3 separate regions of the Mus musculus genome follow, and all the other regions are linked to region 3. A link is a contact called in public HiChIP or PLAC-seq data. All regions are on one chromosome and are shown on one strand. Each heading gives the region's core, a stretch centred on a gene start, on an enhancer-like site or on the middle of the called end of the contact. The rest is flanking DNA. Distances are from core to core; before and after follow the strand shown.

Region 1 (3,197 bases), core at 316-2,815, 290 kb after region 3:
CACACACACACACACACATGCACACACAAGTGCATGACTACAAGAGAGGTTCCACTTTTCTAGGGCTTTGTGTTTCATTATCAAAGAAAGGTTTCATCTGCCCTCTCTCTGCTAGGAAGCACACTCCCATGCCCTCCTTGAGTCTCATTAGCCAGGACTCTGCCTGATGTGTCTATCCTCCCCTCTTTGAACTAGGAAGTATGAAACACAGCAAAGTGGAATGATTTTGGATTAAGAAAGTAACAGTGGGTTTGAAATAAAGATAAGGGAGGTAGCTTACAGAAGTGACCTTGAAAAAGGAAAGATTTTTTCAAAAACAAGAAAAATAGGATGAGGAACTAGTCCATGGTAAGACTAGAGCCTTGAAACACAATGGCACATTAGGAATTAGCAGTGGTTGGGCTCTGTTACAAGTGAGGACTCATGACTCTAGCTGCATATATATCAAAAGATGGCCTAGTCGGCCATCACTGGAAAGAGAGGCCCATTGGACTTGCAAACTTTATATGCCCCAGTACAGGGGAACACCAGGGCCAAAAAGGGGGAGTGGGTGGGCAGGGGAGTGGGGGTGGGTGGATATGGGGGACTTTTGGTATAGCATTGGAAATGTAAATGAGTTAAATACCTAATTAAAAATGGAAAAAAAAAGAAAAGAAAAAAGAAGGAGCAAGGCAGAAGATAGCAGAAGTGAAACTCAGATTATAAAAGTTTTTCAGATGGAGATAATGGGATAGACTGCCAGATCTGCAGAGATCAGGAAGGTGAATAACACTGCATTTAGTGATTTGCTGTCACTGACCTCTCAGAAAATCCTTAGTTAAAGAGTGGCTGAAAATTAAAGGGAGTGATAAGACCACCAAGGCTGAATCTCAATCAGAAGTGGAAGGATGTATGTCAGGGGGAACATGGAAAGATATCACTATCTTAGCCTGTACTGATAACATATGGTCATGTGTCTTAGGCCATGGAGCAACCTGGGCTGAGTTCACATAAATCTTGGAGTAGTACAAAGTAGCATTCAAGAGGAGAGAGCTGGAATGTCTTAGGAAAGATTTTAGACTAATTATCCAAATTTTACTTTGTAAACTTTAATTTGCAAACTTTCATATGCAACATCAATTATGTTTCAATTCCTTTTTTGGATCACTTTTCCAAATAAAATATAATAGTATGCCCACTTTGGACCTAGCTCATTTAAGAGACAATTTATTAGGATATGGGGGAAGTTGACCTGTTTATAAATAGTTCTTTGGGGGCTAGCTCAGTCTTCTTTGTCAGAAGTTCAATCCTGTAGCAAACACCAAATACAAACCAGCAGCTGTAGTCCAATTCTGAAGAAACCACAAGGCTCACCAACCAACTTGAGGCCACTGAAGCAGCAAGAAGTCAAGTCACAGGAACCTCACGAGCAGTTCTTTGGCAAGTTTCTCTAAATGGCAGCATTACCACAAATGGGGCTCAACAATACTAGGAAAGTTGAACCAACGCATATGTGTCTTTAACGAACAGGCAGAGCAAAGGAAGCCAATGCTCGATGCTCCCTCCCCCACTGTCTGTGGGGTTATATTTGCACTCCTTCATCATGGCTCCTTTCATGTGTCTGCTATAGCAAAACATCCTTCCACCTGTGTGGAAGACAGTCCTCTCCAGCAAAACATCCTTTCACTTGTGTGCCCCAGCAAAACATCATTTGAAATAACTGACTTTCCAAACAATCTAGAAGTTTCCACTTCAAGTATCATTGTGGCTCTTCAGGTGTGAAGGAGACCAGGCTGTCTAGTTATCTCTTCCTATTTACACTGATAACACAAATTTTTCTGACTAGTTAGATAAAACCAAGGCTACAAAGTAAACATGGAAATGGATAGAAGGATAGAAGGAAGACTGAGCCAGAAATGTCACTTGGCAGTGGCATGCATGCCATTTGCTTGAATCAGCTCAGCAACACTGCAGTCTGGAAAGCTCCCCCTTTTATTACAAATCAATGTCACTATTTTACGTCTTCAAAAATATTCACTTTTGCTAATGACAAATCCAGCTCGTTTACATAAGTGAATGTTAACATGAAAGCACACTGATTCTTTAAAAAGCACTCTGACATTACTGTTAAGCTTGTGCATTGGATTAATATCTGGGCTCCAATCTTTGATTTTGTGAACAGGGGCCAAGTCACTTAGTGTATCTGGATTTCCATTGACAAGTTAGTATAACGAGGGAGAACTAGAATAAGTTTGTAAAGACAAAGTAAAGATCATCATTGCAAAACAGTCGCTGTTCAATAAGAACAAGTTGTTGTTACTGCAGGCCTTCATCTTCTATAATTAAAACAATTGCTACATGTTTTTATTAAGTAGGGCAGGGCAGGCTCTCAGGGGCACATAGAGAGATCAGAGGACAACTTTGAGGTCTGGTTTTCTCCTTCCATCATATGAGTTTCAGGTTAAACCAAGGGCATCAAGCTTGGCAGCAGGTGTATCTTCCCTCTGAGCCATCTCATTAGTTCAGTCTTTTATCTTCAGTTGTACTTAATCCTGTAATTAACAATGGAAAAGTGTTTGTTTTAATAATAACCAGAGAAGGTTTCTTTTTCTTCTTCTTCTTCCTCTTCTTCTTCTTCTTCTTCTTCTTCTTCTTCTTCTTCTTCTTCTTCTTCTTCTTCTTCTTCTTCTTCTTCTCCTTCTCCTTCTCCTTCTCCTTCTCCTTCTCCTTCTCCTCCTCCTCCTCCTCCTCCTTCTCCTCCTCCTCCCTTCTTCTTTGAACTATTATTATTATTTTTATTATTATTAATTATTTCAATTCTCACTATCTTTCCCAAGCTAATTTCAAACTCGAGTTTAAGTGAACCTCCCTTCAATTTCAGTCTCACAAGAATATAGTAGCTGGAACTACAGTCATGTGCCACCATGCTCAGCTATTTATATTTTAAGAATGCAATCTTCCCCATACTGACCATCATAACATTGCATTTTTCACATACTATGCTCTATCATGCCAACTAACAAACAAGCATGATGGGATAACAAGCCATCTGGTATTCTGTATCTCATGTTTTTTCACTTAACCTCTAGAATATGCCAAAAGGAGAGAGACACCATTGGATGATCCTCATTGTCTAAGTAAGGATCCTGAGGCACAGGCAGAGAAAGCATTCATCCAAGTTTCATGAGACCTTAACTAAAAGTTAAGGTTTGAGTAGC
Region 2 (2,868 bases), core at 172-2,671, 380 kb after region 3:
AACCTGACAGTGCTAATGATGGCTTTCCCCTGGATGTTTACAGAGGCATTTGTTAGTTTGCATTGCAGTGGCATTTCCAGAAGAGAGGAGTTATTTACATTTTGATGTTTAACATCTTCAGGAGTGTTTTTTTCTCTTCTTTTTCCTTTTGATCTGTTAAAGGATGGCAAAATATGTAGGGCAGAAACTCAGAGAATGAGTGTCATTAACGACTGTTTTACATTTCCTCTGTCTTCTAAAAACAGATGTATGTTCAGCATGTGCGATTGAATATTTCATTAGGAAGCACTGGGTGGTTATTTTAAAGGTAGATTTTTAAGAGCCTCCATTAGTGTTGTACTCCATGTCTCAGAATGCCTAGGTAGGAAGGGTGTGTAGATTTGTGTTGCTGAAATCGTCATTTCTTTCTCTTCCACACATTATCACAGTTAAATATTTAAGTTCCTTCGATGACAGAAAGGGACTGGATATTTTGGTGGGAGCACTGAGCATCGCAGGGGGTGTGAGTTTTCCCTCTCTTTCTTCTTTTGTGCTTTTCTTGGTTTTAATGAGCCAGCAGTGCAGCACACAAAAGGCATGATTTTGCCTCTTCATGTGTGGTGGGATATTTGGAAGGCATTGTGAAATGGTATGAAGAGTACTGTTGAAATAAAAGAAAATTTGGGTTTGGTTCCCAATCTGAAAAACAACAGCAACAACAACAACACAAAATCCATATATTTCTAAATCTTTAAGAAGTTTGTTTGTTTGTTTTCTAACCATCTTTAGGTACATGAACTGTGGCCAACTAAGAGGGCATTGATGGCTGTGCTCTGGGTGGGAAACTGTTGTAGAGCAATTAAGAATCTAAAATGAACTTTACATTTTAGCTCAATTAAAGGGCTTATCCAGATTTGGGGTGTCATGAATTCAGTTCTATAGTTTATAACCAGGTTCACCTCTGTGTGGCACAAATCTCAGGAGGGGGTGTGCACTTGTGAAAACTTTAAACAGATGCCTATGTAAAGCTTTATGAGATAGAATTAGATGTAGAATTTTAGTCAAAGCAAGAGCCTTACTCTTAATCCAATTAGTAGCTAAAAGAAGTATATAGGGCAGTGGTTCTCGACCTGTGGGTTACCACCCTTTGGAGGTTAAATGACCCTTTCATAGGGGTTACCTAAGATCATCTGGAAACACAAATGTTTTCATTATGATTCACAACAGCATAAAAATTACAGTTATGAAGTAGCAATGAAAATTGTATGACTGGGGGTCAGCACAACATGAGAAACTGCATTAAAGGATCACGGCATTAGGAAGGTTGAGAACCACTGTTACAGGGGCTAAGACAGGAAACACACAAGGCAGTAGTAGGTCACTGAGCAAGTAGCCAGATGTTTTTCAAAGGGAACAAAAGATCAGTGGTTCAGAAATATACAAGTAACCATGAAAGTGGGTGTGCACAACCTCTGCCCCTCCCCCACAAAAACACCCCTTCACACATACACACCTCGTGCATTGACTATTCATCTGCTTTAGCATTTAGAGAAATCTCTCTTGGATTGCAAAAGTGAGTCATTTGTTCCCCACCATTAGGATTTTAAACTTCACAGCAGAACTAAGCTCCTGTATGCTCTAACATTCAAATACTCCTGAAGATGCTATGAGATACCGTCATCTTTGGGCACAGTCTTTCTATCCATTTCAGTAACATTTCTGGGGTGAACTGCATTGAATGCGGTGCACACTAATGGGTGTAGAGTCTCTGTTTGTGCCCGCTGCTTCATAGTTGCTTCCATCAGGTTGAAGTGGAAAAGTAGCCACCTGTGTCATACAGAGGGCTGAACACCTTCCATTTATCATCTCATAGGAACCAGCCTACAGAAGAAGAATTGAGTCACAACTGAGGAAAGCAAAGCTTCCCTTGACATGCCCAACTCAGTCCTCAAGTACATATATGTACCCATTATGTCATAAATTCTTTTATTGCTCAGCCCTGGAAGAGAGAGGATGGGGGGGCATCTTCAGATGTAATGTGTGTGCTACTTGAGAGAGAAAATTCAGTGTTATACACAGGCATTGCATTTCTTAAAATTAGAATAGCTTAGTGTGCTCAAGCCAAAAACATTCAAATAATTATCTTTAAGAATTAAAAGCTATCTGTGTGATGGGTAATCAGTTTCATGGAGGAATATCTATACCTTTCAAGGAAGCAGTAATTGGTAGTACCTATACAAATAATGATTAAATCTTTATTCAGACATATGCTATTTTATGACTTGGAACACCTTGTTTTGACATATTTAAACAGAACATGATAAAGTGAATTATGTAAAATTTTCTCAGAATTAACATTAGTATTGTTTTCTATACTATGAAGATCATACTTCACACTCCCACACTTGCAATACACGGATATATACACACACACACACACATACAAGGTGAATTTTTTCTATTTTTATTTCAAAACTGAAGTTGATATTTTAATTCATATTGGTTTTACAATTATAAGAAGCATTTATTTCATATCTTAGTAAGACATTTAACATTTTATTTAACAATAAATCATATTTTTCAATGTGAAAAATGCTTATTTTATTGCAATGTGAGTTTGGTTGTACAAATATCAGTAGGACTTTTCTATTCCAGTTTCTTTAGGTACATTTTAATTGCTGCATTTTGTTTTACTAGAAGAAACTGCCATGATCTAGTAACAGAATTGTATATCCTTTTCACTTAATTTAGTCATTCTTTAATTAGCATTTTGATAAACTACATTAATTTTCTTATTTCTTTTCTGATACCTCTTATAACGACACAGCCATATTCACAAGGTGCTGGTTAAATTATATACAGCATCAACACTCAGACTAAAGTTATACA
Region 3 (3,329 bases), core at 558-3,057:
CTGAAAAGAGTGAGCTAAGACTGGTGGAAGATAATGAAGGAGGACTTGTGTTTTAGGACTTCTCAAAAACAAGACACAGGGCTCTGCACATAGTGCTGGTGAAAGTTAACTTTAACTAGTGTCCATGGCAAACACCTGCAGAGAACTGCAACTCTGTATATTCTATGACAATAAGTTCAGAAATTTTCATATGAAGTTTTCTTTTGTCCCATGAATTTAAAGCGGTGACAGATATCATGGTTATACAGGATTTAAATAAAGTATGTATGGAGAGATAGTTTTACTAAATTATATATTATTCCTCTACCATTGTATACACTGCTTGCTATAGAACACAATGTAATTAAAGCTCTCTAAGCAGATGTTCTCTCTTGATTTACTGCTGGAAACTAGCCATCTCTAAGTAGTTTCAGCACAGTATCTATCAATAGAACTCCAAACTCCAGCTCCAGTTATCCATGATGTAACTTTCAATTTCAAGAGTGTCTGCTACCACCCACCCAATATCTGATCATGTTCCTCTCGTCCCCTCCATGTCCTCTTTCCTACTCAGGTCCCTCCCTTTCCCTTCTGCGATTGCTTTCTTCTTCCTCCCAAGTGGGATTGAGGCATCCTCACTTGCGCTCTTTGTCTTGTTAACATTTTTAAGGTATGAAGCTCTGAGGGCCAGCAGAAAGAATGGAAACAGATAACCTCAGGAGAGTGGAGATGGAGAATGTACCAGAGACCTGGGAGGTAGAAGACTTTCAGGACTCAAAGGGAGGGACATTAAAGTGAATGCCCTACAGTGCAGAGAGGGAACTCATAGAGCCCACCTGCAGCAGAGGTTGCCATCCCACAGTCAAAAACTCTGACCCATATTTTTTCCTGCCTGAAAGAACTGCAGGGACAAAAATGAAGAAGAGCCTGAGGTAAAGGAGATCCAGCAACAGGCCCAAATTGAGATCCAGCTCAAGGAGAGGTTCCAAGGCCTGACACTATTATTGAGGCTATGGAGAACTCACAAAAAGTGGCCTATTGTGACCACCCTCTGAAAGACCAAATAAGAAGTTGAAAGAGTCAGATGCAGATATTTGCACCCAACCAGCAGGCAGAAGCTACTGACCCCTGTGGTTGAATTAGGGAAAAGTTGGAAAAAGCTGAGGAGGAGGGTGATCCTGTAGAAGGACCAGCAGTCTCAGCTAACCTGAACCCTTGAGATCTCTCAGACACTGGGCCACCTACCTGGCAGCATATACCTGCTGATATGAGGCCCCTGACACATACACAGCAGAGGACTTACAGGTTTCCACTCAGTCAGAGAAGATGCACCTAACCCTCAAGAGGCTGGAGGCCCCAGGGAGTGGGAAAGTATAGTGGTGTGGGGAGCTGGGGATTGAGGGCATCCTTGTGAAGATGGAATGGGATAGAGAACAGTCAGAGAGTAGACAGGGAAGGGGATGACAGCTAGACTGTAAAAAAGGATTAAATGATTTATTTTTTAAAAAAGAGTGTCTACTGTGCAACAAGTTTCTATGCTTTGTCTCTTCTTGCTTCTTTATCTTGCTGTTTGACTCATCCTGTATTGCGGGTGACACCTTGAGTCCTCTTTGTGATAGACAGAGCTTCCTGTGTTACCCACTCTTACTGAGATATCTTCATTGGTTTTGGGGGTATTACTCTCTTTTTCTCTCAAGATCAGTCATGGCAACTGACTACTGAGTGCCAGGGTTTGCATATGTGTGTTTTCCACATGGCAGTGCTACAGACACTGATGGTTATGCTCAAATTTTGGCACAATGAGTGCTACCAGAACAAACAGAGACTGCGTGGTCCCTGTCATGTCTAGCCAACTCTTCACTACCAGAGTGTTTCCAGTGTTCTCTAAAGCTGTGTGGTTTGGAACAACAGCTTTTTGATCTCTAAGCAGAAAGTCCCTTTCTGTTTCAGTACTCATTACCTCTAATGGATATAAAGAACAGTGGTACACTTTCTTCCATTCTACTGGGGATGAGATAGGCTGCATAAAACTGAACCATTCCATAAGAAATTATATATATATGCATACACACACACACACACACACACACACACACACACACACACACACACACACACATAAACTATAAACCGTAAGCATCAGACCCCACCCATGCTCAATTATTTAATGGCACTCACTGGACTCATTGTGAAAACAGGGGGGGTACATTTTACTTTTGTCTTCCTGAAGCTCTTACCTTAGTCTTAATAATATGTTTAAGAAAAATCTTTTCACCTTTGCTACATACTGACCTCTTAACAGGAAATCTGGCTGATATAGAATCGATGTCCAACCATTTAATGTAACTGAGTGAAAAATTCATTACCTTTGTTCTATGATATTAACTCATCTTTTTAAAAAGAAGAAACTTTTTATTCACTGTGATGGAATTTTGAACACAGAATTATCACTTATGAGAAAGTGTCTCTGTTAGCAAAGATTAATGCTTCAGATAGGATTATTAAATTTTTTCTTGGGTTTAAAGTGACTGTGTCACTTTATGAGGGTTATTTTTTTTGCAGTCACTTCTGACAATATAGGACATCAGAAATATTTCAAAGTTTGTTAGCTAAATTATAGAAATAGGTTCACACATAGAGTAGGAGACAGTGTGCAGGCCACGTACTGTTCTCCCACACGCTCCACTTTAAGCGTGGTCTGATATCTTTTTTGTGTGTAGATGAGGGGTCAGTCCTAGAAGGAGTTAGGAAACCTGTTCTAAACAACACTTCTGTCTTAGTTAAGGTTTCATTGCTCTGAAGAGACACTATGACCAAAGCAACTCTTATAAGGACATTTAATTGGGACTGGCTTACAGTTTTAGAGGTACAGTCCATTATTATAGCAGAAAGCATGGCAGCTTTCAGGCAGACATGGTGCTAGAGGAGCCGAGAGTTCTACATCTTGATCTGAAGGCAGGCAGAAGGAGATTCTCTTCTGCAGGTAGCTAGGAGGAGGCTCTCTTCCATACTGAATGGAACTGAAGCATAGAACCTCAAAACTCACCTCAAAAACTCAGTGATGTACTTCCCCCAACAGGGTCCCATCTACTCCAAGAAGACCATACCTCCTAATAGTATCACTTCGCATGGGCCAAGCATGTTCAACCTTCCACAGCAGCATAGAAGTACTTAAAGTAGACTGAAATATTATCCCTGAGCAAGTTCTTCAAATTCAACTATTTTAGACATATTTGTCTCTGCTCAGCAAAGCTAGATATCAGTATTTCTGTATGAAAATGGCTCCATGGACTGGTATATAATTCAGTGATAATAATGTGTACTTGGTGTGTGATAGTCAGACATTGAAT

What was found. HiChIP or PLAC-seq counts read pairs in DNA pulled down with a chosen protein or histone mark.
Region 1: an H3K27ac HiChIP or PLAC-seq map of regulatory T cells shows a contact between it and region 3, with 10 times the contacts expected there. The contact joins two enhancer-like sites. A contact is called at or near these places in 2 of 15 datasets of contacts at CTCF or cohesin (CD8 T cells and the NIH/3T3 cell line), 18 of 484 Hi-C or Micro-C datasets (the C10 cell line, CD4 T cells, CD8 T cells and 8 more), 10 of 115 datasets of contacts at active chromatin or transcription factors (the 230-238 cell line, CD8 T cells, Th17 cells and 4 more) and 3 of 9 other capture datasets (adipose tissue, liver and pancreatic islet).
Region 2: a BATF HiChIP or PLAC-seq map of CD8 T cells shows a contact between it and region 3, with 8 read pairs. The contact joins two enhancer-like sites. A contact is called at or near these places in 1 of 15 datasets of contacts at CTCF or cohesin (the NIH/3T3 cell line), 1 of 484 Hi-C or Micro-C datasets (cerebellum) and 3 of 115 datasets of contacts at active chromatin or transcription factors (CD8 T cells, Th17 cells and regulatory T cells).

The regions. Positions count from the first base shown.
Region 1 is chr8:81,781,431-81,784,627 of GRCm38.p6, forward strand. All of the region lies in intron 7 of Inpp4b (inositol polyphosphate-4-phosphatase, type II), which reads left to right. Among named protein-coding and RNA genes, the nearest start is that of Gm25267, 370 kb to the right of the region's middle. Within about 2 kb of position 1,566, at least 27 of the 459 cell types and tissues checked have an H3K27ac peak or open chromatin away from gene starts, as enhancers often do. A contact at or near this core is called in CD8 T cells, the G1E-ER4 cell line, Th1 cells and 5 more, where this site is marked.
Region 2 is chr8:81,880,275-81,883,142 of GRCm38.p6, forward strand. All of the region lies in intron 8 of Inpp4b (inositol polyphosphate-4-phosphatase, type II), which reads left to right. Among named protein-coding and RNA genes, the nearest start is that of Gm25267, 270 kb to the right of the region's middle. Within about 2 kb of position 1,422, at least 9 of the 459 cell types and tissues checked have an H3K27ac peak or open chromatin away from gene starts, as enhancers often do. A contact at or near this core is called in CD8 T cells, Th17 cells and regulatory T cells, where this site is marked.
Region 3 is chr8:81,496,129-81,499,457 of GRCm38.p6, forward strand. The region is part of intron 2 of Inpp4b (inositol polyphosphate-4-phosphatase, type II); the gene reads left to right. Among named protein-coding and RNA genes, the nearest start is that of Gm51582, 160 kb to the left of the region's middle. Within about 2 kb of position 1,808, at least 25 of the 459 cell types and tissues checked have an H3K27ac peak or open chromatin away from gene starts, as enhancers often do. A contact at or near this core is called in CD8 T cells, the G1E-ER4 cell line, Th1 cells and 5 more, where this site is marked.